3 separate regions of the Sus scrofa genome follow, and all the other regions are linked to region 3. A link is a contact called in public Hi-C and HiChIP or PLAC-seq data. All regions are on one chromosome and are shown on one strand. Each heading gives the region's core, a stretch centred on a gene start, on an enhancer-like site or on the middle of the called end of the contact. The rest is flanking DNA. Distances are from core to core; before and after follow the strand shown. Region 1 holds the start of ARF6 (ADP ribosylation factor 6). Region 2 overlaps LOC110262125 (a long non-coding RNA gene). Region 3 overlaps LOC110262124 (a long non-coding RNA gene).

Region 1 (2,856 bases), core at 181-2,680, 77 kb before region 3:
ACGCTAAGATTATATAGACGAGGCTGCTGAAAATTAAGAATGAGAAACTACTACTAATCACAGTAAAAGATATTTAAAAAGGAAAAGCATGGGAAGTCTTGAAAATACTGTAATTTTTAAGAAACGTGGATTGCTCCTGACGGCTCAAACACTCAAAAGACGGGCTTTAGAGGAAACCCAAACCCAGTAAACGCGCCGCACTGAACGGCAAATCCCACGGGAACCACTGGCCTCCCACGTGTCTCTCAGGAAATGCACAAAACGAAGGAAAAAGAAAGCCAAAGGGAGTTGGGTGAAAGGTTTAAAACAGCAGATAGGGATTCACAGGGAGATGGAGGGCACACGAAGCCTGGGGTGGGCAAGAGAGAACTCGCAGAGCATCTGGCAGGCGCCGAGGACGGAGAAGAGGCCTGGAAGCAAAGCAGGGGGAGGCTTTCATCTGGAGAGCGGGCGGCCAACGGGCCCCACCCAGTGGATCTGCTTCTCAGGTTCCAATGGGGGCGGAGGAGGAGAGCGCGCGGAAGAGAAAAGCAGAGAGGGGAGAAGACGCTAGAATAGCTACAGGTGGGCGCGGGTCAGAGCCCGGGCTGCGCGGGAGCAGGGCTGGCCCCACCTGGGAGCCTCCGAGCCGCCGTAGCCCCGCCCCTCCGCGCGTGGCGCCCCTGACGCTTGGCGCGCAGGCCGCTCTCCTTACAGAGGTCGCTCTTGTCCCGAACGGTCGGCCTCTGCTGCGCCTGCGTCGTCGGGAGGGGAAGTGAGGCGGTTTCCTCGGCGCCTTTTCCGGCGGCGGCGGCGGTAGAACTGGGAGGAGGCGGTGGAGGCCGGAGGGAGCCCGCGCTCTGGGCGGCGGCTGGAGGTAACCTCCTGGGCTGAGCTGGAAAGGCGGGCTCCTTCGGCCTCCGCTCTCTTCTGGGGCTCCCGCAGTAACTCCCTTTTTCCTCTCTGTGTTTCTGCAGGCAGCGCACCGAGTTCCCGCGAGGATCAATGACCCGACGGGGCGCCGGAGCCGCTCTGCTCTCGTGTGGCCTGGGTCAGTGGTGAGCGCGGTGCTCCGCGGACCGGAGGCCGGGCCGAAGGGCCGCAGTCTCCCGCGGCGGAGTGAGGTGAAGGCGGCCGAGCAGGAGCCGGCGGCGGCGCTTGTACGGCGCCTGCGGGGGGAAGGGCAGTTCCGGGCCGGGCCGCGCCTCAGCAGGGCGGCGGCTCTCCCAACGCAGACTCAGGCCGCGGCGACGGGAGGAATCAAGTTGTGTGGTCGGTGATGCCCGAGTGAGCTACGGGCCCGGGCCTCTGCCCTGAGGAGGCAACTCCCACGCAGGCCGCACGGGCCCCCTCGCGACTGGGAAGCTCCGTTTCGGTTTCGCGGCGGCGGCGGCGTTGTTGGAGGGGACCCGGGACACCTGAATGCCCCCGGCCCCGGTTCCTCCGAAGCGATGGGGAAGGTGCTATCTAAGATCTTCGGGAACAAGGAAATGCGAATCCTCATGTTGGGCCTGGACGCGGCCGGCAAGACAACCATCCTGTACAAGTTGAAGCTGGGCCAGTCGGTGACCACCATCCCCACCGTGGGTTTCAACGTGGAGACGGTGACTTACAAAAACGTCAAGTTCAACGTATGGGATGTGGGCGGCCAGGACAAGATCCGGCCGCTCTGGCGGCATTACTACACCGGGACCCAGGGTCTGATCTTCGTAGTGGACTGCGCCGACCGCGACCGCATAGACGAGGCCCGCCAGGAGCTACACCGCATTATCAATGACCGGGAGATGAGGGACGCCATAATCCTCATCTTCGCCAACAAGCAGGACCTGCCTGATGCCATGAAACCCCACGAGATCCAGGAGAAACTGGGCCTGACCCGGATTCGGGACAGGAACTGGTATGTGCAGCCCTCCTGTGCCACCTCGGGGGACGGACTCTATGAGGGGCTCACATGGTTAACCTCTAACTACAAATCCTAATGAGCATTCTCCACCCATCCCCCAGAAGGAGAGAAATCAAAAACCCATTCATAGGATTATCGCCACCATCACCTCTTTGAATTGCCACTTTCTCTTCTTTTGAATTTGAACTTTGGAGTTACAGTTCTACGGTTTGGGGGAGGGGGTTAGGGGGTTTCTTTTTTGTTTCTTTTCTTTTTCTTTCTTTCTTTTTTTTTTTTTGGCTTTGCGTTAGGATGCTCTGAGCTGACTTTTGACACGAACACAAAGTACTTAGATACTCTCGTTGACTTCCAGCAAATGGGATGGGGGAAATACAGCAGTTCTTGATAAATTCCTTTATAATAATGGTTTGATTTTTTTATTTCGAGAGAATCTTCTTTTCCAATGTATGCTTTTTTCCTTTTTGCCCAGTTTCCTTATCACTTGCTGTAGATGGCTTATTTTGCATTCATGCAGACTATGTTGCAAGTCTGTTTCATCTAGTAAACTGAAAATTATTGCTTAATCAAACTGCCGTTTGTCTTTTATATTTAAGGCCTTTTCCCCCTCCCTTATGAATTCCAACTTAGTAAATTCAAATGTGACCTTTTATATCTAAGACCAGTATAGTAAACTTAGCCCACAGGGGCAAATAATGAGTAATATCATTGTAATATGTTCCAGTTGCACATCAGTATGTTAAAACAGGTAATGTAAGTTCTTTGAAATGTCAGCTTTTAAGTTCTGAAACATACATCATGCATGAGTAAGGATAAAACTCAAGTTCCCCTTTACAGAGCTAACTTACAGTGCATAAAAATATGAAAATGTAACCAGTCAAGGACACAGATTTTTTTTTTCACTGCAAAGTTAGCAACTTTGCTGTGTTTTCCCTCTTTTTTAACTTTAAAAACAGACTCTTCCAGAAAATGGAGCA
Region 2 (3,048 bases), core at 233-2,732, 100 kb after region 3:
ACTGGCCTCTTCACTTTCTGACGCATGTAGGCTAGACCCAGGTGTCAGGCTTTCCTGAAAGCTGTATAACTAAAGGGAATTACAATAGAAGAGGTCAAAGTTAAAATGCTACACTAAATGAAGGCTTTTCCCGGTACCCAAGGAAAGTAGCAAGGAAGTTTTTTAACCTTTCATAGATTACAACTTTTGTTCCTAATCTTGCTCTCAAGATCTCAGATCTCACCTAATACATACTGTAACTCCCCCTCCACTTTTCAGGCAGCCCCTTAACCGCAGGGGTCAGTCCTGCCCCAGAAACCACCTGCTCTCCTAAGCAATTAAATTTCTCAACAATTTGTCATCTCAACTCTAAATAACCCTATTATGGGGATGGAGAGGGGGAAGCCTGAACATTTTCCAGGTGCAAAGGTGGTGGGTCTGTGCTTCTGTAACACAGTGAAATCACTCCCACAATGGGTTTGTATTTCTTCATTTTAGCTTTCTGAGTGGTTTTATGATGTTTAGTAGTTTGATAAGCTGAGATTTCCATAGTATGATCAGCGACCAATATTATTCTAAGAAGCTTGTAAATCAACTGCTAAGATGATTTGGCTGTACTATGGGCAAAATCATGACTTAAAAAGCAGATTACTTCTTTGGAAAAGGAGTGGTTGAGAAGATCGTAAGATAGGGGTAGAGTGTGAAAGGCAGAAAAGTTTAATGGCTGTACCAGTTAGGACCTGCTCCACTGCAGGGAAGAGAACTCCAACCTCAAACTAGCAGAACAAAGGTAATTAGGTTATATAACTGGGGATATAACAGTCCAGGGGATGGAGTTGGCTTCAGGCACGGCTGGCTTCAGAGGCTCAAACTGAATCATCAGGACAGTGTTCCGATTTCTCTCTTTGCATCTAGATTCTGCTTGTCTGTGTTGATTTTATTCAGGGGCAGCTGAAGTCTTATTTTATCCTTGGCATTAATGACTCCAGAAAAGAGGAAGTGCCTCTTATCCAGGAGGGCTCTGTGACATCTACCCCTAAACTGCTGGTTTGGTCATGGGGCAGGCAGAGGGGTCAGTTCAGTGGGTTCTAAGAAATCTGGTCTTCATCACTGAGTTGGGAGAAGCATTTTAAAGAAAGGGAACCCTTTCTGATGTGCACAAGGGCACGATGTAGAGCCCTGACTCCACCAGGATGCTCCAGGAACACCTACATGACTATTTCTTGTTTATCCTGAGTCCACAATGGATCCTGAATCCATCCCTTCCTCTCCATTCTCACTGCTACTGCTTGAGTCCAGAACTCCCCGTGGCCCCTGCCCCCAATCTATCTAGCTTGGACTGTTGTTAATGCTTCCTTCCTGATCCCTTTGCCTTATGTTTTTCCCCCTCTGGACTGCTGCCAAAATCTTTCTAAAATGATTTGACCCAGTGACTTGTTTAATATCCTCTCCTTGCCTATAGACTATCAGTTGACTCATGGATGTGGCATCCAAGACTCTCCACGTCCTTCACTGCACACACCTTATGTTTCCACAACACAGAAACCACCACGTCTGAAGCAGTTGCATGTGTCTGTCTAGAACACCTGACAGGTTGTCCAATGGATTCCAATTCATCACTCAAATGTTAACTCAGTGGTTCCTTCATAAAATGTCCCCTGATCAACCCAGGCAGAGTTAACCGTACTGTCCTTTGTACTGCTGCTGTAAGTAATTGATACCTCTATTACTGCACTTTCCCCAGAGTTGCAGTTATTTCTGCATATGTCTACCACATTCTGGATGAATGAGCAGCTTAAGCATACAGACTGTATTTTGTTTGCTCCTAGCACCTAGTAGAGCACCACTGTAAATCTAGGACACCTGCCCTAGTACCTGTTTCTTAACTAAATTGAAAGAGTGAATAAACGTGTCAAATGTTTCAGTAGTCATGGAGGGTGGATTTGAGAGGGAAGTAAAGAGAATTTAAATGTACTAAGGCTCTTTTACATTAGGTGAGGTCACCTTACACATGTGACCTCAGCTTCAGGTTAAGTGTGGAAGAACTTTAAGAGCAACGAGCTCTATTTCATTTGCTGTCCCCTTTACAGTATCCTGAGGAGTCTCCAGGAACTTCTCTGCCAAGTTCTGTTCGTGCCTCTGTGGCCTCTGTTAGTCTGCTGCATGGGGACTCTTTTGAAGGGAGCTATTTCTCTGCTACGTTTGTTTGTTCTGTTTTGTTTTGGTATTACATTCTGCTGGGAAGTACCAAATCAGCGGTGCCTTTCATCTTACTAACATCTTACAGGGTATTTTTGGTAAGAGTAACCTTTCGTGTCTTTTCCCCTGTGACTTCTTACTCCCTTCCTGTAATGAAGGTGGAGTCTCAAGAGGAAGTGAACAAGTCAGAATAAATGCCAGGCATGCTGCTACACTGGGAATCCCTCCTTTCTGACAGTCAACACTTTCGTTTTTCCTGGACCACGTTATGTGTTGTTTATTCAGGATGACATCTTTTGCACCTCTAGTTTGCCAGTGTTTACCAGTCTGAACTTTCAGAGCCCAAAGTTGAGGCTTACTCTGGGGAGATCCTTCTTCCCTACCCTTGTCCGCATGTATTATCTGGTTTAACCATCACCACAGTGCTATCTAATAGATGGCCTTCTTGTCTTACAGAGAACACTAACACTCAGAGAATTTAACTTGCCCAAGGACATACAGTGAGATTAGAGGGCAGTCAAGTGGGCCATTTTCTCCTTGGGAGAAAAGCAGAATGTTCGAGTGGGAGCAGAAGGGAAGGTGAGTGGATTTAGAACAGATCTGGGGCTATCTTCTAGAGCTAACTGGGAATTTTGTTCCTACGGGCCATTCTAAACCTTTACTCTTCTCTCTTCCTTGGAATATCAGGTTAAAACTAGACACTTATTTCAGACAGAGTAACAGACTGAATGTGGGTGTCGGAGAGATGCTTGAGCATAAAAAAAGAGATCTGAACGACAGAATTAAAAAAAAAAATCCTCATGACAAGATTTAGAAAGATGACAGCTACTTTAGAAGTACATTGTACCTGTATTCATAAATGTTAATGAA
Region 3 (2,900 bases), core at 390-2,889:
ATTCCCCTGCCTCCAGACTGAATATCCACCATCTCAGAAAGCAGGCAGCCATTCTCTATCAAGCACTCCTAGGGAAACTTGCTCACTGCTTTGGTATTTGGTTTCCTTTTCTTGAGCATCTGATCGTTTTTTGATGTGCCCTCTAGTTCTGGGGACCCCTCATTGCCACCACTTTTATTCTTGGCTTGCCCTTGTGGGATGGTAGCCCTGACCCAGTCCTTCTATCTGTCCTCATTTTGGGTCAGGTGACGGTTAGCTGATTGGATCAATAGCCTGGGGGAGGGATGTGTTAGCGAGGTCCTGAGTTGAATGTAGTGCTTTTCCCAAGTAACATACTTGCATTTTTAATAGGAGTCTCCTGGGGGAGGGGGAGTGTTCATTTCTAGACATTAAAACAAGCTGGTGTGTGCATGTGTGTGTGTGTGATGGGAGGGAGAGAGAAGAAGAGGAAGAGGAGGAGGAGGAAGAGCGTGGCTACCATTTGTCAATGCAGCAAGAAGAATGCAAGAGTAGCCTTTGTCCCTCCCATCCAGAGATGACCACTGCTAATATCTTGGCATATATCCTCCCAAGCACCCAGTGTTATAGATATGAACATCCTTATCTCTAGCAGTCAAATTTAGACACTTATAAAACTCAAAAGTTGTACACATAGTTTCTATATGTACCATTTAGTAACACTTACACTCCTGCTCCAGTAATCGCACTTGTAGGAATTTATGCTAAAGGAGAAACTAAAATGATAAGATATCATTAGCTATTATGTATTGAATTTTAATTGTGTACCAAGGGTTTTACATTGACTCATTCCTACACCAGGCCTACAAAGCAGATAACATTATCCTTCACTAAATAGGATGGAGAAGGGAAGGACCTTGTCCGGGTCATTCTGGAGCTGGGGCTCAGTGAGTGTGGAGGAAGGAAATCCCAGGAAAAAAGCATCCTCCACCTGGATCCTCTCAGAGATGAGCATACCCCTTGTCCCAGAGTCTCCTGTCCTCTCCAAAGGCATCAAAAACCCTGGGTGGGAAGCATGTGATCCAAAGTCTTGCCCTCACCTTTAGGGGTGGGTGATAGCAGATGACAATGCCTGTTGCGCCTCCTGCCTGTCCAGTTTCAGCTCTTCCTTGAAAGCACCTCTTCCAGGAAGCCTTCTCTCAAATCTCTCGGATCAGTTCTGCCTCTCTTTTCTTTCTTCCCTTGCAGGGCTGGAGCTACCTCATACAGTTTGGAAGAGAGTCTACCGCCTTCCAGCCTGCCTTAGTGTTTCTCAAAATATATTCTTAGGGTCCCAAGCAGAGGTCTCTGGGGAGCTGTTAAATGTGCAGACTGGCTCAGCAGGTTTAGAACCAGACAGTGTCCATGAGGATGAAGTCTGATCCCTGGCCTTGCTCAGTGGGTTAAGGATCTGGTGATGCTGTGGCTGTGGGTGTAGGTCACTGCTGAAGCTCTGATTCAACTCCTAGCATGGGAACTTCCATATGCCACAGGTGTGGATGTGAGAAAAGAAAAGAAAAAGTACAGCCCAATTGACTTAGATTGTCTGTTGGGGGCCCAGGAATCGGCATGTCACAAGCATTTAGTTGGGGGCAGGGACACTGCTCTGGTGCCTACACCTCCTCAGAGCAAGGACTGTCACATTCTCCTTGAGTTCCCCGGAGCACAGAGCACTGGGAGGTACAGCAGGCATTAGTGTTTGGTGGATTCCTGCAGAGATGTTTTTCTTTAGAAGGAAATGAAAGTGGAGGAGGTAGAAAACGTGGGTGTGGAATAACGGAAGAGGGTATAATTTGAGAGCTTCTGCCAGAGAGTAGATGAGATGGGAAATCTCGAGGGTGGTTTGGGATGCCCACTTTGGGGTCCTTTGAAGACGTATTCAGTCAGTATCTTTTTCCCTCCTTTTTATTCCCACAGATACATACTTGAGTCCCAGGATTTTTTTTTTTTTTTTTTTTTTGAAATCTGGACTTTCAATGCCAGAATGAGTAATTGTGTATAAAGTGGGTCACAAGGAAGTGATAACTAATGCACAGACTATTTTAACTGCTGAATCAGAAATCTCTATGCTACATTATGAAATATGCGGGAAGGAAAAATAAGCAGATGATAGGAGTGGAAAGAATCCTAAAATAATATTTTCACAAACAAATTCTGGCCCAACGTACGCCGGAGGGGTGGGGGAACTGCAATAATCCGCACTTCTGAGAGTGGAAGAATTGAAATAGAATTGCCGAACTGGCTAACTTTCTGAATGACATCAGACCTTCTGAGGCACATGACCACACAAAGCCACAGCCTGAAAGGCTTGGGCAACGTCTTGGGTCATCTTAGTCACTCTGCTTCCTAGCACAGGCGGGCAGTGCTTAAAGAAAGCAAAGACAAAACGAAACCCAAATGGAATTTAAAGTTGTCTTCTGCTTGCTCCTCTTAAACAAACAAAACCTATCTTTTCAGTTTAACTTTGTTTCATAGATTTTTTTTCCCCTTGTGGCAAAATACGCACAACATAAATATTACCGTTTTTACCATGCCTAAGTGTACAATTCAGTGGCATTGAGTACATGTGTGGTGTTTTGCAACTATCACCACTATTTCTAGAACTTTTTCATCAACCCATACGGAAACTCTGTACCAAACAGGCAACAACTTGCCACTCTCGCTACCCCACCAGTCCTTGGTAAACATCCTTTTAATTTCTATCTTTAGGAATTTGCCTATTCCAGGAACCTCATACAATGGGAATAACATAATCTTTGTCCTTTGGGAGACAAAAAAAAAAAAAAAAAATCTTTAGCCCTTTTCAATTATCATCCTGTTTTCAAGGTTCTCCCATGTTACAGCAAGTGTCAGAATTCTGTTCATCTTTATGGCTGAGTAACATTTTATACCCGTATTCATTT

Evidence for each region. A called contact is a pair of places that touch in the nucleus more often than the background predicts. HiChIP or PLAC-seq counts read pairs in DNA pulled down with a chosen protein or histone mark.
Region 1: a contact with region 3 is called in an H3K27ac HiChIP or PLAC-seq map of alveolar macrophages. The contact joins the promoter of ARF6 here to the enhancer-like site in region 3. A contact is called at or near these places in 3 of 5 promoter capture datasets (fetal liver and liver), 16 of 47 Hi-C or Micro-C datasets (adipose tissue, alveolar macrophages, embryonic fibroblasts and 8 more) and 2 of 2 datasets of contacts at active chromatin or transcription factors (alveolar macrophages and skeletal muscle).
Region 2: a Hi-C map of retroperitoneal adipose tissue shows a contact between it and region 3, with 2.1 times the contacts expected there. The contact joins two enhancer-like sites. A contact is called at or near these places in 2 of 5 promoter capture datasets (fetal liver and liver), 18 of 47 Hi-C or Micro-C datasets (embryonic fibroblasts, fetal heart ventricle, fetal liver and 9 more) and 2 of 2 datasets of contacts at active chromatin or transcription factors (alveolar macrophages and skeletal muscle).

Annotation. Positions count from the first base shown.
Region 1 is chr1:179,712,607-179,715,462 of Sscrofa11.1, forward strand. It overlaps ARF6 (ADP ribosylation factor 6), which reads left to right and starts at 1,431. Exons shown (of 1, transcript NM_001078677.1): 1 at 1,431-1,958. The coding sequence starts at 1,431. The coding sequence ends at 1,958.
Region 2 is chr1:179,890,924-179,893,971 of Sscrofa11.1, forward strand. All of the region lies in intron 1 of LOC110262125 (a long non-coding RNA gene), which reads right to left. Among named protein-coding and RNA genes, the nearest start is that of VCPKMT, 15 kb to the right of the region's middle. Within about 2 kb of position 1,483, at least 6 of the 83 cell types and tissues checked have an H3K27ac peak or open chromatin away from gene starts, as enhancers often do. A contact at or near this core is called in retroperitoneal adipose tissue, where this site is marked.
Region 3 is chr1:179,789,097-179,791,996 of Sscrofa11.1, forward strand. The region is part of intron 2 of LOC110262124 (a long non-coding RNA gene); the gene reads right to left. All of the region lies in intron 3 of LOC102159522 (a long non-coding RNA gene), which reads left to right. Among named protein-coding and RNA genes, the nearest start is that of ARF6, 77 kb to the left of the region's middle. Within about 2 kb of position 1,640, at least 33 of the 83 cell types and tissues checked have an H3K27ac peak or open chromatin away from gene starts, as enhancers often do. A contact at or near this core is called in adipose tissue, alveolar macrophages, embryonic fibroblasts and 4 more, where this site is marked.